Linked DNA regions of Mus musculus: region 2 is linked to region 1. A link is a contact called in public HiChIP or PLAC-seq data. All regions are on one chromosome and are shown on one strand. The core of a region is the stretch at or near the end of the contact, and the rest is flanking DNA. Distances in the headings are between cores, read along the strand shown.

What was found. HiChIP or PLAC-seq counts read pairs in DNA pulled down with a chosen protein or histone mark.
Region 2: a contact with region 1 is called in an H3K27ac HiChIP or PLAC-seq map of embryonic stem cells, with 4 times the contacts expected there. The contact joins the enhancer-like site here to the promoter of Mir205hg in region 1. A contact is called at or near these places in 7 of 39 promoter capture datasets (the 3T3-L1 cell line, the HPC-7 cell line, embryonic stem cells and 4 more), 2 of 115 datasets of contacts at active chromatin or transcription factors (both in embryonic stem cells) and 1 of 9 other capture datasets (embryonic stem cells).

What each region holds. Positions count from the first base shown.
Region 1 is chr1:193,507,543-193,514,944 of GRCm38.p6, reverse strand. It overlaps Mir205hg (Mir205 host gene), which reads left to right and starts at 4,735. Exons shown (of 3, transcript NR_166150.1): 1 at 4,735-5,220; 2 at 6,046-6,210.
Region 2 is chr1:194,502,767-194,510,168 of GRCm38.p6, reverse strand. No RefSeq gene overlaps it. Among named protein-coding and RNA genes, the nearest start is that of Plxna2, 110 kb to the left of the region's middle. Within about 2 kb of position 4,203, at least 7 of the 459 cell types and tissues checked have an H3K27ac peak or open chromatin away from gene starts, as enhancers often do. A contact at or near this core is called in embryonic stem cells, where this site is marked.

The DNA of each region.
Region 1 (7,402 bases), core at 3,486-5,985:
GAATGCTGGAAACAGCCATTGTGGTGGTGCAGATCTGTAATCTGGGGGGTCGGGGAGATACATGAGAGGCTGGGGCCAGAGGAGTGCAAATTCAAAGCCAGCTTAGGCAACTTAGCCTGTCCCTGTCTCAAAATGAGAAGTAGAAAGGAGGGCTAGGAATGTAGCTCAACGGTGGCGTGTTGCCTAGCAAACACACCTGCACATGCCTGCTCTACTGTAAAAGAGGGGAAAAAAAGAGCACAGAGCATGCAGAATAGAGTAATCCCAGCTGGCTCTATCCTGAAGTGCTTCTAGGCCCCTAGGCCTCTCTCTGTCATCAGCAGGGGTGGGTGGTCTTAGTGGGTTCTTCTAAGCTGCAAAGCCAGGACAGCCTCTGAAGAAAGGACCAGCAAAGAATAGTGTAAACAGGGCAGGCTCCAGCCTGCCTGCCTCCCCTGCATGCTGCGAGAACAAGCCCATCTCAGGAAATGACGGCCTGTAGCCACACCCTAGAGGCAGAAGGTTGGGTGGAATGGCAGTGGGGTCCTCATAGGAGGAAAGTATCATCGGGCCACAGCTCCTAAGAATCTTGGTCTGGTGCACGCTAGAGAAAGCAGGGATGTGAAGGACAGAGCTGCAAGGCAAACTCCAGGTCTTGAACTCATCCAGACCCCAGTTTCTTAGACCCTCATGGCTGTATTTCAAAGGTGCTGGGAGTCCAGAGCCTTCTTTTCAAAGAAGCAGCTCACTATGCAGTGGAGAACTGTTTACTGCAGTCTCATGTATGACATCGGCTCTCAGAAGCCAGAGGGCAGTGCAGGGTGGGGGCGCCAGTGTAGGGTGGGGGCGTGGCCTCTGGAACCAGTGCAGGCTTGACTGCTGGAGACTCACCCCATCTCTGTTTCTGTTTGCACAGCCTTACTCAGGCTTAGCAGGGAAGTTCATTCCAGGAGGAGGGAAATGATTGGACCTCTTCAGGAGGTGCAGGCCGCTGTTGAGACAGGCGTCCTGCAGTCCTGGTGGGGCCACATGGGCAGGGTGGGTGCTCATGACACTGCCGGCCTTTGCTGGCTGCATGGATAGAGACATCCCTCAGGAACAATGAATGAACTTATCTGTTACTATGGTTGCCTCTTTGCTTACATCTGGGCATCTGGGAATATATGAACTGCCCTATTGCTACCCAAGAGGCCACAAAGGACAAAGCAACCTTTTCTATGTGGCATGAGGTTGTGGTTTTTAAATGTCCATCATATTCTACATCATCTGGCTCCAAGTCATACTCCTGTTGCCTAAGCACCCAGCTTCTTAATCTACCCTCTGGAGGCGGCCTGTTCCCAGGCCATTCACCTTCCTACACACATGAATCTTGTTTTCTAGTTTGATTGATTCTGCTTTTAAAATGCAAAGGCCACAGTTGAAGGTAATAGAACTGAGACTCCCTACCCTCACTGCATGAGCAGGACTGCCATCACTTTTATTTCTGATTTCATCTTCCTTCCTTTCCACTTGCTGAGCTACATCCCTAGAGGTATATTTGTATTTGTGTGTGTGTGTGTGTGTGTGTGTGTGTGTCTCTGTGTGTGTTTGTGTGTGTCTATGTTTATGTTTCTGTACATGTGTCTGTATCTCTGTGTGTATGAGGGTGTCTGTGTATGTGTCTCTGTGTGTCTGTCTGTCTGTGTATGTCTGTATTTTTGTTTGTATGTGTGTCTCTGTCTCTATGTTTGTGTGTGTCTGTCTGATTGTCTATGTCTGTGTGTCAGTGCTTGTTTGTGTGTGTGTGTGTGTGTGTCTATGTGTATTTCTATGTCTGTATGTGTCTGTGTTTCTGTGCGTCCAGGTTTTTCAATGAAGGCCTTGTACATATTAGTCTACCAACTGAACTACATCCTTAGCCCTCCTTTTTTGTCTTTTTCCTTCCCTTCGTCCTTTCCTCCTTTGTTTCTTTTCTTTCATCTTTGTTTTCACCATACTGTGACTAGAACTAGGGTCTTGAACATGCAAGGCAAGCACGCTATCCCTGAGCCACACCGCAGTCCCTGTCTCCTATTTCTAAGCATGCAATCAGAGAAAGACCTTGTCTTCTTACAGTCATGTCACAATTGCAGTCCTGAGTTCAGTGAAGTTACGTGCAAGCTCAAACCTCATACCTCATTTGGGCTGTTGTTTTGTTTTCTATGTCCATCGCTGCAGATGAACCACATATTCCCAGCTTTTATACTTACACGTTTCCTTTCTGGATCCCAGAAAGGAACACAGGGCTGGAAGCAGCAGCATGATCATGCCTGCTTGCAGACTCTAAGCACCCAGGGGCTGGGAGGGAACTCACCTTCCAGGCCACACCCTGCTATCTGCTGCAGCTTCCTGAGAACATGGCATGTCAAGCTAACCCTTATGCTCCTCTCCCAATGGAGCACAGTGGGGGTTCCTTGAACCCCAGACTCTACTTTAGGCAACACTACCACAGTTTTAGCAGAACCTCCAGGTGGAAAATTAGATGGGCTTATGATCAACATTCAGTAATTCAGAAAGACCTATTACAAGCTCTACTATGGGCAAGGCACAGAACTGGAAGAACCAGCAGAGAAATGCGGCATCCTCCCAGAAATGAGCCACACAGGGGGCCAAAGATTTCTAACTGTAGAGAGCTTCAGGCTTGGGTGTGTTCAGGAAAAAGAGAAATGAGAGCCAAAAAAACAGACAGCACACAAAACAAAAAGTGACATACAAGAACAAATTATTGTTACCATGGAAACACTGAAGTAGAGATGGGAGGGAGCCCCAGACCACTCCCACTCAGCCCCCAAATTCCTTTCTATTTTCTACCCACCCAGCATGATCTTAGAGTGTCCGGGAAAGTAACGCCTCTTAGAAACCTGGATTTGGTAGTAGGGGAGGAAGGCACTCCAGGCTTCTGGGTCAAAGAACTAGACTTAGGAGTGGAAGACAGGTAGCTTCCAGCAGAGTCACCACTGGGTGTGTCCCACACTTCCAGAAGCTGGAAAAGAATAGTCGAGACCCTAGCCAAATGCAAATTAATTCTATTTCTCACCACATTTAGGGGATCAAAGATGACAACTGGAAAGGAGAGATTTGAGATCAACAGGGTTTATGTTTGTCCTTTTGGCCTAGTCTCTCCTGAACCTCATTCCCCCATATTCTGGGGACAGTCACACTCTTCAACAGTTATTTAACTGTCTTCAAGTCCTATGCTTCTGAGAAACAGCTCTTGCCATTCATTTCCTTTAAGACTTGGGACATGGCTACCTCCTACAGAAAACACTCATAGGCCCTGCCCTTCATGGGCCTCAGGCCTATGCTGCCTCTCCATACCTCAGGGTAGCTCTAAACCCTTAGGAGGTCTCCTTCCTAGGGAGGGTTAATTCAAACAGCTCCCAAACCTTTTCTGGCTATCCTCTCAGATTCAGTTCAAAGGAACCTTCTCTGTGGACCCTTCCCAGACTCTTAGCAATGGAAGGGGAATGTTTCCTTTAGGGGATGCTCATTGCATTGTATTAATCTGTTTCTATGACTGTTCACTTGTATCTAGGTGTATCTAGTTGGGAGAGCCTAAAAGATGAACTCAAAGGATACAGAGTATCCCCTGCTGGGATGAGCTGCTCAGTGAGTGAATGGATGAAATGGGGAAAAGAAAGGCATAGGAAGAAGGCACAGTGAGCAAGAACTGACAAAAGGCAGTGAGAGTTATATTCTGGGAGACTTTGTATGAGTCAGTGAAGCCACATAGGTCTGGGTAGGCACACATCTTGACTTAATACTAGCTATAGAAGTGTGCCTCATAAGCATTATAAGCCTCCTTCCCTAGCTGTGGGAAGAGGTTGGAGTTAGCAGGTGGCAAAGAAGATTTGCAGCAGGTTCTCCGAGTGGCTCTGGAACAGACCAATATGCTCTGCATACTGTGTTCTGCGGTTCCTTACTCTCCTGAAAGGGGAGGACTCTGCTTTTGCCCAGAAAGGGTCTACTTTGAGAACAAACAAAAGACACCAAACTTCTAGGATTCATTTAAAGAGACTTCTATATCCCATGTCCTCCAGGAAAACTAGGCAAAAGGGAGCAGGAGCAGTGCTAAGGAAGGAGGAGGGACAAGGAGAGGGGGAGGGGGGAATGGATGCATGGAGGTGAAGCGAGGTGGGAGGTAGAACTAACAGCTTCTTCCCCAGTTCCTTCTGTCCTCCCAACTCCCTCACACAGCAGAGGCCCTTCCTCTAAGGAAAGAAAGGGAAGTGAGGCCTCTTGGGTTATAAAACCAGGATAAGTCACAAGGTCCCTGAGGCTCTGTCCCTCCTCCGACCTCTTCCTGCAGCACCACATAGATGAATGGACAGGTACTGGGCTAAAGGTGCGAAAGGACTTTGATTCCTGCTCCCTACACAGCTCCGTATGGATGTAAGCATGTGGACACACACACACACATGAACAGCCTCCATGACCCAGATTAAGATCTGAAAGGTCCTTGCCCTCTACTATTGGGGGGGCTGGAGCTTCAGCCCAAGGCTAAGATAACCTGCGTCTTCTTGCTCTGGGCAGAGGGAGACCCCCACCTGACTACAGAAACAATGAGAGAAAAAGGTTTGAATTCAGAAAGGCCTCTGCAAGCACGTCCCACCCCCAGAGGTGTGGTTCTTGGAGGCGGATCCAGCAGCCAAGTCCTGTCTTCATTGGTTGGGCTCAGCAGGTAACTGGAAACTTGGCTGAGAGGTGCATAAATAGAGAGACCGGTGCCGCCTCCTCACCCCTGCCTTAGAAAAACCAGTTTCTCTTTTATTGTCTGTGGCCAAGCTCTATTTAGCTGAGCCTCTGCACTCCACCCCCTCTCTTTCCAGCTTCCTTTAGCCCCCTCTCTGCCACTTTCTCCTACTTTCCTATTGTCTTTTACTAAAGAGAGGACCACGTGTCTCTTTCTCCAGGAGCAACTTCTCTGCCCAGGCCGCTGAGCTGAGCACCCTATAGAGCATGTGCCACCTCTTCTAGTCCTCAATTCTTGAGGGTAAAAGACTTTCCCAAGACTTAAAAATTCTTTATTGTTGTTGTTTTGCTTTGTTTTGTTTTGTTTTTTTGTTCGTTTTGGTTTGGTTTCTTTTCCCCAGGATTCTCTAACCATCCTCCAGCTTGGTACTCTCTTTAGAACCCCCCCCCCCAAAAAAAAAGTATTATTTTGCATCAAAGGCAAAGCTGAGCCTGATATCCGAAGGTATAGGTACTCCCATGTACTTGCAGGTGAGTCTGAAATCTCCGGTTTGGGCGGGTGAGTGTCTTGATCCTCAGGATCATGCATAGGGCCAGAGGGAAGAGTGGAAGGCGGGCTTCACTGGAAATCAAGTATCAACTTCTTTCTTTGTTTTCCGGGGAATTTCTGAGCTGTTGGGTGTTAATCTTGATGATAATGGAAGTGGGTGCCAGGCAGCTGAATACCAACACAGCAATTCTGTCGAGCTTCCTGGGGACTGACTTGACTAGAGGAATGTGTACCCACTGCCTAGTCCTAGGGTACTTAGCAGCGCATGCAAGACCTGCTTCCCTTCTGAGGTTCTTAAGTGCAAGATGGGTTTTTAAGACATTTAGGGCACAGCCCTGAAGGCCCCTGGAAGAGCAATCACTGGCTAAAACTCTAGCCCAACATGAGCCTTGTTGGTTCTCTGACCCAACCCAATACTGTAACTAGACAAGACACATCACTGGAGATTGCATTGGTAAAGGCCTGCTGAGTGGGAGAACCTGAATACTAGACATGATATGCAGAGTGTATCAGGTATAAGTTTCCAGGTTGTAGATCAACTCTTCTTACAGCAGCAGCAGGTCTGGTCTGCAGGAACAGAGGGATGTTATGAGGGGAGGCAAGACTTTCCTGAGCTGCCTCCGCCCTACCCTTTCATATGGCCTGTTAGCGCTATCAAGCCTTTTCTTCTCTGGATTCCACTGGGAGGATCAAGATCTCAAATAAGGATGAGTCCAATTGTGGACTTGAGGAATCTGATGGGCTTCCTTAAGAGTTGGGTAAGGGGAGCTTGGACAGAGACCTAATGATGACCTTTTTGTTTTCAGAACTGAGCTGAAATTCCACAAGAAGCCAAGACTCCTTCCAACCCAGAACTACCTCCCACAGTCTCCTGCCTTCCTTGGTCAGAGCCAACAGACCTGTGTCTCTCTCCCCTTTGATAGGAAGTGGGTCAGAGGTGGTGTGGGGGCTTCTGTGGTCTTGATAACTCAGTAAGTATTCGCTAAGAGACTGAACAGAAGATTCACAGAACCTCTTGCTCTCTGCACTCAGCACCCTGCCTTCTAGTGTGCCTGTGCACACCCTGAGAAAGGTGCCTTAGTTTGGACCCAGGAAAGTGGGATTCTTCCCTAACCATAGCTAGAAATCCCTGCTTTTGTTTAAGAGTCTTTCTCAGAGGCCTGATGGCCTGGGGGCTAGATGGGAGAGGTGGAGCCTCTTTGTCAGGTCAGAACAAGCCCAGGAAGAAGAAAGTATTCCAAACAAGGTAGGCCAGCCCTACCCACCCTGTCTGCTTGTCTCTGCTTAGAGCAGCCTTTTATGAGGCTTACACTGAGCAGCAGACATGTCTGAACAAAGCAAAGAGGCCAATGCAACCCTGCAAAGCTCCTGCTTGGTGAGCATTTTCTTTTGGGCAGGGACAGAAAGTCCACAGGTATTACATGGCCTCTCAGTGTAGCTCAGTCTCTGAAAGCCAGTTATATGCTGGCCTCCCTCCCTTGACTACCACCCTAGGCTCCTTAGAGAAGCCATTTACTAATTCTGTGCAGATCTGGGGAAAGATATATAGTCATTAAAGACTGACTTTCCCAGACTATGCTTCCCCAGCTATGGGGAGAGGATCAAGAATTCTTCCCTTCACCACCCACTGGCCCCATAAACAGGCCTGTTCCTGTTTATGCAGACGAGCAGAGTCACTGTCCTCCGCTTATCCTGATTACACACCAGCATCCAGGCCTGAACTGGGCTGTTCATGCTGCTTTTTCAGAAGAATACCTGCTCCCCTGTATTCCACCTTTTGGTACAAAATGAAAGAAAGTGTGCTTTCTCTAGATATCACCAACATACCTAGCTCTGGTATGGAACACTCATTGAAGAGGAGAGCCAGCATCCTAACTAGGTATACAGAATGGAGACTCCACTTGGATTTATCTGGGATGGCCCTTCATGGGCAAGAAACTACCTAGAGTCCAGCCCCACACACAACATTGGCTATACCACCCAGAGTACTCTGAGGTGGGAACATGAATGCTTGAGGGTTTGAGTATTCAGGTCCTCACCAGGTCCTGAATGAATGAATACAGGTATTCAGGTCCTGTAAGAGTGGGGTTGCAGGATCCTGAAGGTCTCCTTCAGGTCACACAGCACTACACGAGGAGGCTTAGTAGACAAACAGCCCCAGAC
Region 2 (7,402 bases), core at 2,954-5,453, 1.0 Mb before region 1:
GCTTAAAGAGAACATAAATTCCACAGATGCCTTTATTTATACACCAATTCCCAGCCACAGAAAAGGCTGTATTAATTTGATTCATGAGCACCTTTCATGATAGCATCTTTCCAACATACAAATATGTGTACATGCACAAACCTCTCAAACACAAAGCCTATATCCCCATTTCCTTCTCTCCTTGATGTTTGTAGGATTTGTGAGAAAACAGCCCCTTCTTTGGACATTAGGACCCCATTTTCTTTTTTATTTAGTGTACTAACTTTACTTCCCCTATAGTGTAAAGCCCTCCTTCATGTTGTTATGTACAATTAGGTTTCTGACAACTGACATCTAAGGAGTAACATGCCCATGGATATCCCTTATGGTCTTAGGCAACTAAATGCTTGGTTGCCAGTTGGTAGAACTGTTTGCATAGGTTTAGAAGGTATGGCTTTGTTGGAGAAAGTGAGCCACTAAAGGCAAGTTTTGAGACTTAGAAGTATTGAACCATTTCTGGTTTGCTTTCTCTGCTTTGTGCTTGCAGTTCAAGATATGGACCTTCAGCTTCTTGCTCTAGCCATCAAGTCTTTGCTCTGCCATTATGGACTCAAACTCCCTGGAACTATAAGCCAAAAACCTCTTTTTATAACTTACTTGGCATGGTATTTTATCATTGTGATAGAAAACTACCACACATACTGTCTACTTGACTCTCCCTGATATGCCCCAGGCTCACTTTCTAGAGGCATCTGTTACTGGTCTCATGGAATCCTACAATCTCAAGCTCTCCTCTCAAAAGAAACATTGTTAATGGGAATCTGGACTCTGGTGTTGCCCACAAATCTGGAGGCCAGGGTAGTGACACAAAGTTAACTGGAAGTGAAATTCAAGTGGCACTTTCCATATGAAATTTTGGATTAGCTGTTAAAGAGGAACTGGAGTATTTGAGGGTTCTCTGAATGTGTGGTGTCAGGGAAGACATAACCCTTGAAGGGGTCAGTAGCTGTCATGAGATTTCACTGGGTAGCTCCCTTTTGAATATATGATGGTGGTTGCTTTTTCCAGGTTCCCACAACCTGTTGGATTTACTGAGTGTACCACCAATGTCAAGTGACAGAGACAAAGAGAATCCAGCCCTCACTTTAGGTTCTTTTGAAAGTCTGCTGCCTCGGAGTAGATCAGCTGACCCCAACCCTCTCTTCATGATCAGCTAAGCTGACCCCCACCCTTTCTTCTCACCCCCTCGAGGCACACTTGCTTCATTTTTCTCCTCATTCCTTAGTTGAAAGATTTACCTGATGGAAGAGGAAAAGGGGCTGCTGAAAGCCCACACAGTGTACCAGTGAGTCTGGGCAAAGAAAAAAGTGAGTGCCTGTGCTGCTGATGTGTAACATAGTGGGAGGGGGAATGATGGGTACCCTTTTCTTTGTGTTAGGAGAACATGATGTTAAATCAACCACAGAATTTCCAAAGTGCCACCTCTCAAAATCACGCCTGACCAAGAACATTTTAATGATGAAATGACCATCTTAGAGATTATTTTGCAAGTGATTGTGTAGAATTCCCTGGTGAATGATGTTTGGCATCCAGTTCTTGAAAATGCTTCCTCCTCTTTGTTCCTAATGGACAGAAGCACAAACACTCTCTAATCACATGAAACATAACTCTCCTTCCCAGCCTGCAATTATGGCATGGCCCTGGAGAGATGCTGGTTAAGGACTCTGTCAACTTGTCCATTAAAAGAGCTAGGACTTGGAGGGGGGAGGTGGCCTGTGTTTACATTCTTTCATTTTTACTTCTTTTCTCTGTAAGAGCATAGATCACAACCATTTCCAGTGGGACTGAAATTTGGTCATAGATTGTCAGCAGGGGAGTAAATTATTGCCAACCAACTTTACAATACTTAAAAATAAAAGAAATACTGCTTTGATTTGGAGGGGAACCACATTGTCCCTATAACTCTGACTACATTCAGTGTTTATGCTGGTCTGGAGTCTGGGTGCCTGCTTGCTATCAAATTGTCATGAAGGACAGGGGTATTTAGTCTCCTGCTTAGAGGTATCAGGAAAACAGTCCCCTAGTTTTGTGCCTACCTAAAAAAACTATTTTGCTCCCAGCCCCTTTCTTCAGTGCACCCCAGCTTCTTTCATGGGTTACCAACATCTTCAACATAGGGACCATACCAAATTTTTCAGTCCCTAAAGCCCCCAATTAAGAGAAAAAAGACCATCTATATGCCAAGGGTTATTATACAAAGCATTTCCATCTGTCTTTTCTATTGGAATTGCTTCTGTTCCAGATCCAAAGAGAGTATTTAATTTTAAGAAAAGGGAATTGTAGGGAAAGAGTGGTATCATTGTGGTCACTCGGGCTTATATGCAATTCAGTCATGGAGGTGAACCTCCAGGGAGGTGGAGGTGAGACTAAGAACTCTTTATGAAGAGCAAGTGTATATCTCTCTGTTATGTGAGACCTGAACTGCTTCCTTCCTAAAGGACTTCAGGTTACTCTTGTTCACTGAGTGATGTATAAAAACCTGGTCCTGGTGGACATCCAGGACCAACTAAAGCATGTCTTTGGCAAGCTTTTATACCTTGCTTCCCCTGGTGGTTCACCCCCTAACTCACTATCTCTTGCTTTCTGGGCCAACCCTTTCTACCCCTTGCCTTATGCACACTACCTGCCTTCCTCTGATGCTTTTTTCTCTTCTACAATCAAGTTCTGTTAAATTCTAGATAACCTTTATCACCAACCATACTAGTATTTCCCAAATATCACCCCCTTTCTAGATTCTTTCCTAATTCAATCAACTCTAATCCCCTCTTCTTCCTCTGAAAAACCATAGTACATTGTCCATCCTCTACTAACAGTTTGTATATTTGCATAGTTTCCTTATATCCTTCTAGGCTATGACTAACATTTGCATAATCAGCAATACTTAATTCCTAAGACTTTGCCTGCTATGTTAGTGTGACAGACTAACTCATTTTTCCTCATTTGAGGGGGAGTTATGATTTCCTTTCATTTTTATTGATACCTCCATTGAAATGGAGGATTAATATCGTCAAAGAGCTCCAAGAGAAAGGTAGACTATGCCAGTCTGTTTTCCCTCACTGTGTGAAAGTACCTGAGATATACAACTTCTAGAGAAGAAAGATTTATTTTGACTCACAGTCTCTTGGCCTTTCTCAGTTTGGGCCTGCTATTTGTAAGAGAAGAGTTCAGCAGAGGAACCTGAGAAAGTAGAACTGCTAACTCCACAGTGGCTGGAGAGAGGGAGGAAGGAAGGGAGGGAGATGAAGACAGAGATAGAGAGAATTACTCACCTGGTTACCACACAGTGGCTGGGAAAGAGAAATCGAGAGGAGAGCCAGGATTCTGATATTTCTGGTACATCTGCAGTGACTCACCTCCCTCCCTCGAAATCTTCAGTCTCACCTTTTAATGATTCTGGCATCTTTTAATAAAATCACAGGCAAGTGACTAAGCTTTGACACATGCCTTGCAGGGCATTTGAGATCCAACCTGAAGAATGTCCCCAGCTGCCTTCTAGTTGAGGCAGTTTCAGGGTCTAGCAATTTCTCAAGCAGTGGGGAGGGTGGGGAGGGGATATCCCGCAACCTTTGCTGATATATTGGGATTCCTTGGCCAAAGAAGCAGGTTCCTGGTTCTCCTATGGGATTTTCAGCTTGTGTGAGAAGGCAACTGGAAGGGAGATAAGAAGTGATTTAAATTCATACTAGGCAGCAAATGGCTTATATAAATTATTTGTTAAGAACACATCGTAATAGAGACTGTGGCTCTTGATGCTTAAAACTGAGAATGGCGCAGAGGTATATGAGAGAGAGCAGGATCTGGGAGTCACTAATATAAACTATAATATAAGTGATTTCTCATCTCTTAGCATTTAAGTTAGAGTCTTGCAATGGGCAGAATTTCAGATGCTGCTGCCCATTTGTTAAGACTGAATAAGTCCTGAGTGATCCAGGCAGAGTTAGACTGGATGCTACAGGAGGCTGTGGTCTGCCTCAGAGAAGATAACCCACCTCCTGCTTCACTAATTTACTGGAAGGCTTGAATCTTTATAATGGAAATGCCGCCATTGTTTCTACTGCAGTGATTTTTTTTTTTTAAACCTTTGCCTGGAAAAGGGTGAGGGTGAGAGGAAAGAGACTCTGAGGTCATTCAGTACCCCAGGGCAGAGAAGCAGTAAAGAATCATTGTATAGCTTCCCTCCCTATGCCTCCACAGGCTCACGTGTATTTAGACAGCGCCACTGTTTCTCTGTCTTGGAGATAATGCTTCCTTCCTTCTGTCAAGTTCCAACTCTGATTCAATTTTGAACTGAACTCCCTCCCACTCTCTCTTATTGTAACCCAGAGGAGATGGCAAGCAGCTGGTCACCATCTTCCTTATGATAACCCTTCATATGGTGCAATTTTATTTCCTTAAATTGATGACAGTGTGCTGGGTGCTTTCCATTGCAGACACATTTTAATAGATGCTTTTAACATACAGTGGAATGAGGGAGAAAAAACAACGACTCTGTCATGTTTGGGCACATTCTATGTTTGAACATCATTACATTCAAACAAAGCCAGTGGCTTCTGTTTAGAGACTGAGTTCATGGACTTTGCACATCACACAGCCTCAGTGAGTAGTCATAATGGTGCATCTCAGCAATGGCTGCCCTTGGGAGAGGTGTGATGGGTGGTACAACTCTAAAACCCACTTTATCTGTGATCAGTTATTTACCAACTTAATAATATTGCTGCTATGATATAGGAGTATAGATATATAGAGTGAGTAAATTCACTCTCATCATACTGCCCCTCGGACCCTTGCTAGGAATGCATAGCCCTGTTCACTTCAGCTACCAGTTTATCTGTCTTTTATTTAGTCTACCTTTTCAGATACTTCTCACTGAAGAAAACTGATTTTCCCTCTCTCAGCAGCCATAGTTTGCCTATAGTTCTTCATCTAAAGTCAGCCCCTGTGAGGTTCCTCTCATTTGCATTAATAGATACATATATCTATATTAATTATGATACACAGTTATCCCTGGGTAGGATTTGCTTAGGTGGCCATATTGTTGAGGTTTCATGGATGCAAATCCATGTCGTGTATAGAAGACACCACCTCACAGCAGATATCTTGGAATGCTGACATAATTTTCCTACCCCTTCTTCCCAGCTGTCTATGGGTGGTGAAGCTATGGACCACAGAGGAGAACCTACTATTGTTACTTTCCTAATCCAGCCTAATTTTTTATATCTATGCTTATACACACACAGGTAAGTATGGTAGTCATCCATCATTGACAAAGCTTCTTTTTGCATCAGGCCGAGACCACAACAGAAATCCACAACTGATCAAAATGTAAAGTCCAGCAGATGATGAGGTCTTCAAACTTCGTAGACACATCAAAAATGCAATTTCTACATCCAAAGACCAAGAAACACTGTCCATGCCTTCTATCATTTTTTACCAATTTCACCTTGTGTTTGTTTTGTTTTGGGGAGACCTACATCTTTATGCATTCTCTGTTCTACATTGTGTGTTCTATTCCTTACACCAGGTCCTCTGCTCTACTCAAAGCTGACATTCCAGGTGTGATTGGTGATCTCTCCATGGGCTGTGTGGGTTTTTTCTGTAACCACCAGCAAGAAGAGGGCAGTTCTGGGGCTGGAACTCACTGGTCTGGACTACAGCCAGAAGTTAAGTATGGGTTGAGAGAGGCAGTGAGTATCCTGGACATATGTGCCCTCCAGGAAGTTTCCCATCTGTACTGGCATGCTGCCTGCATACAAGCTGTATACCACAAATGCTGGCTGAAGCAGCATGGAGCTCAAGATGTGCAGTCCTTCAATTTGCAACTCATTTGCCATTGGAACTTTCTAGTGGCACTAACTTTCTAATGGCACTAACTGCTACCCTGTGGCATTATCTTGTTATACTTGCCACCCATGCACTAGGAGGGCATGGTCTGGGAGGGTAAAGGACAGCCAGTCAAGAGTCATGCTGAGTGAGGTTAGGTGAGTAGGAGGCAAGAGCTCTAGAATCTTCACCTCTAAGCTTTTGTGGGGAAGCCCCAAACTCAAAACCATTTTAAATTTGTAATCAAAAGAAACCCTTCCATCTAAAAAAAGCAGTGAGCCTACTCTGTGTCCAGGGGAGAGACCATACGCTGGAATGATAAACATACAGGTAACTTCTTAATGTAAAATTCACGAGAAGCTGTGGGGGAGAAAGGTCCCTTTGTAGTCAGTCTGTCTTCGTAACCCCAGCTCCTGTGGCCAGGCTTTCCTATTAGCCCAGGCAGCCCTAGGAGTCTCAGGTTTGAGAAACAGCCATTAAAGACTTGGCTCCTGCTGGCATGTTTCTGTTTGCTGGCTGCCATGGTCTAGGATGGAGAGACAAAGGGATGAATAGTCCTGGGTGAGCAAAGGTGAGAAAAGAGAGGCGGGCAGAGGAGGGGCTGGTGGCAGGGTGACTGACTGATTGCTCTGTACTGTGGCAGGAGGCTTTCAGCAATAACAAGGACGTGAAGCTATTGCTTAAGTGCTTTTCATCATCCTCACCACTGTCAGGCCCATCAGCTCATTGCCAGTCAGGGGCTATGGTGTCCAGGTTCACTCATGTTTGAAGCTATCTCTTTCTGCCTTCAATATCAGGACAGGCATAATTTCTCTAGACCCTTTTGTTCTGGACATTGGGACCCAACCTGTACCTCAATTTGATGGATTCATCTGATTAGGGCTTGTGTGCCACTGCCCCTGACCATTGTGCTTCCCCTGCGACAGTGAGGGCCAGACATTGCTGCTCTTGTCCTACATGTGTGGTTTTGTGGCTCTTTGTACCCATATATGTGAATTGCTTCCTATCCTAGGATTGGCTGCACCACTTTGGGCTTAGAGTCTGTGGTACCTGGGTCTCCCTCCCAAAGACCAAGAAAGTGATATTTTCCAGCATCCTAAAATAGTGAGTCTTTCTTATATGCTGAAGTTGTATCAGAATTTACTTTGATTGTACTGAAACTGACCATTAAAGAAGTGATAATACAATACATGCAATGGTCTGGTACCACTTGTGTGTCCTCTAATGTGCTAAAGATATTCATCTCCAATTCACAAGCAGAAATCTAAGCTTAGGGAGGTTAAGTAACTGAACTCAGATCATGTGAATATGACCTCATGTTTTCCTCAGAGCTGTAATTTAAGATTGCATGTGTGGCTAACTGATTTATTTCTTAATCAGTACTGTGAAAGAGTGATACAAAGACTGGATTAGAGATTGCAGCAAGGAAAAACCCTGCTTTACACACTTAATAAGTTTTAAATGGTAAATTCTGTTGATTCTCATCATTTTATCTTTGCCATTTAGATTGATATCTTCCTTATTCCCATTGTGGATGAAGTAA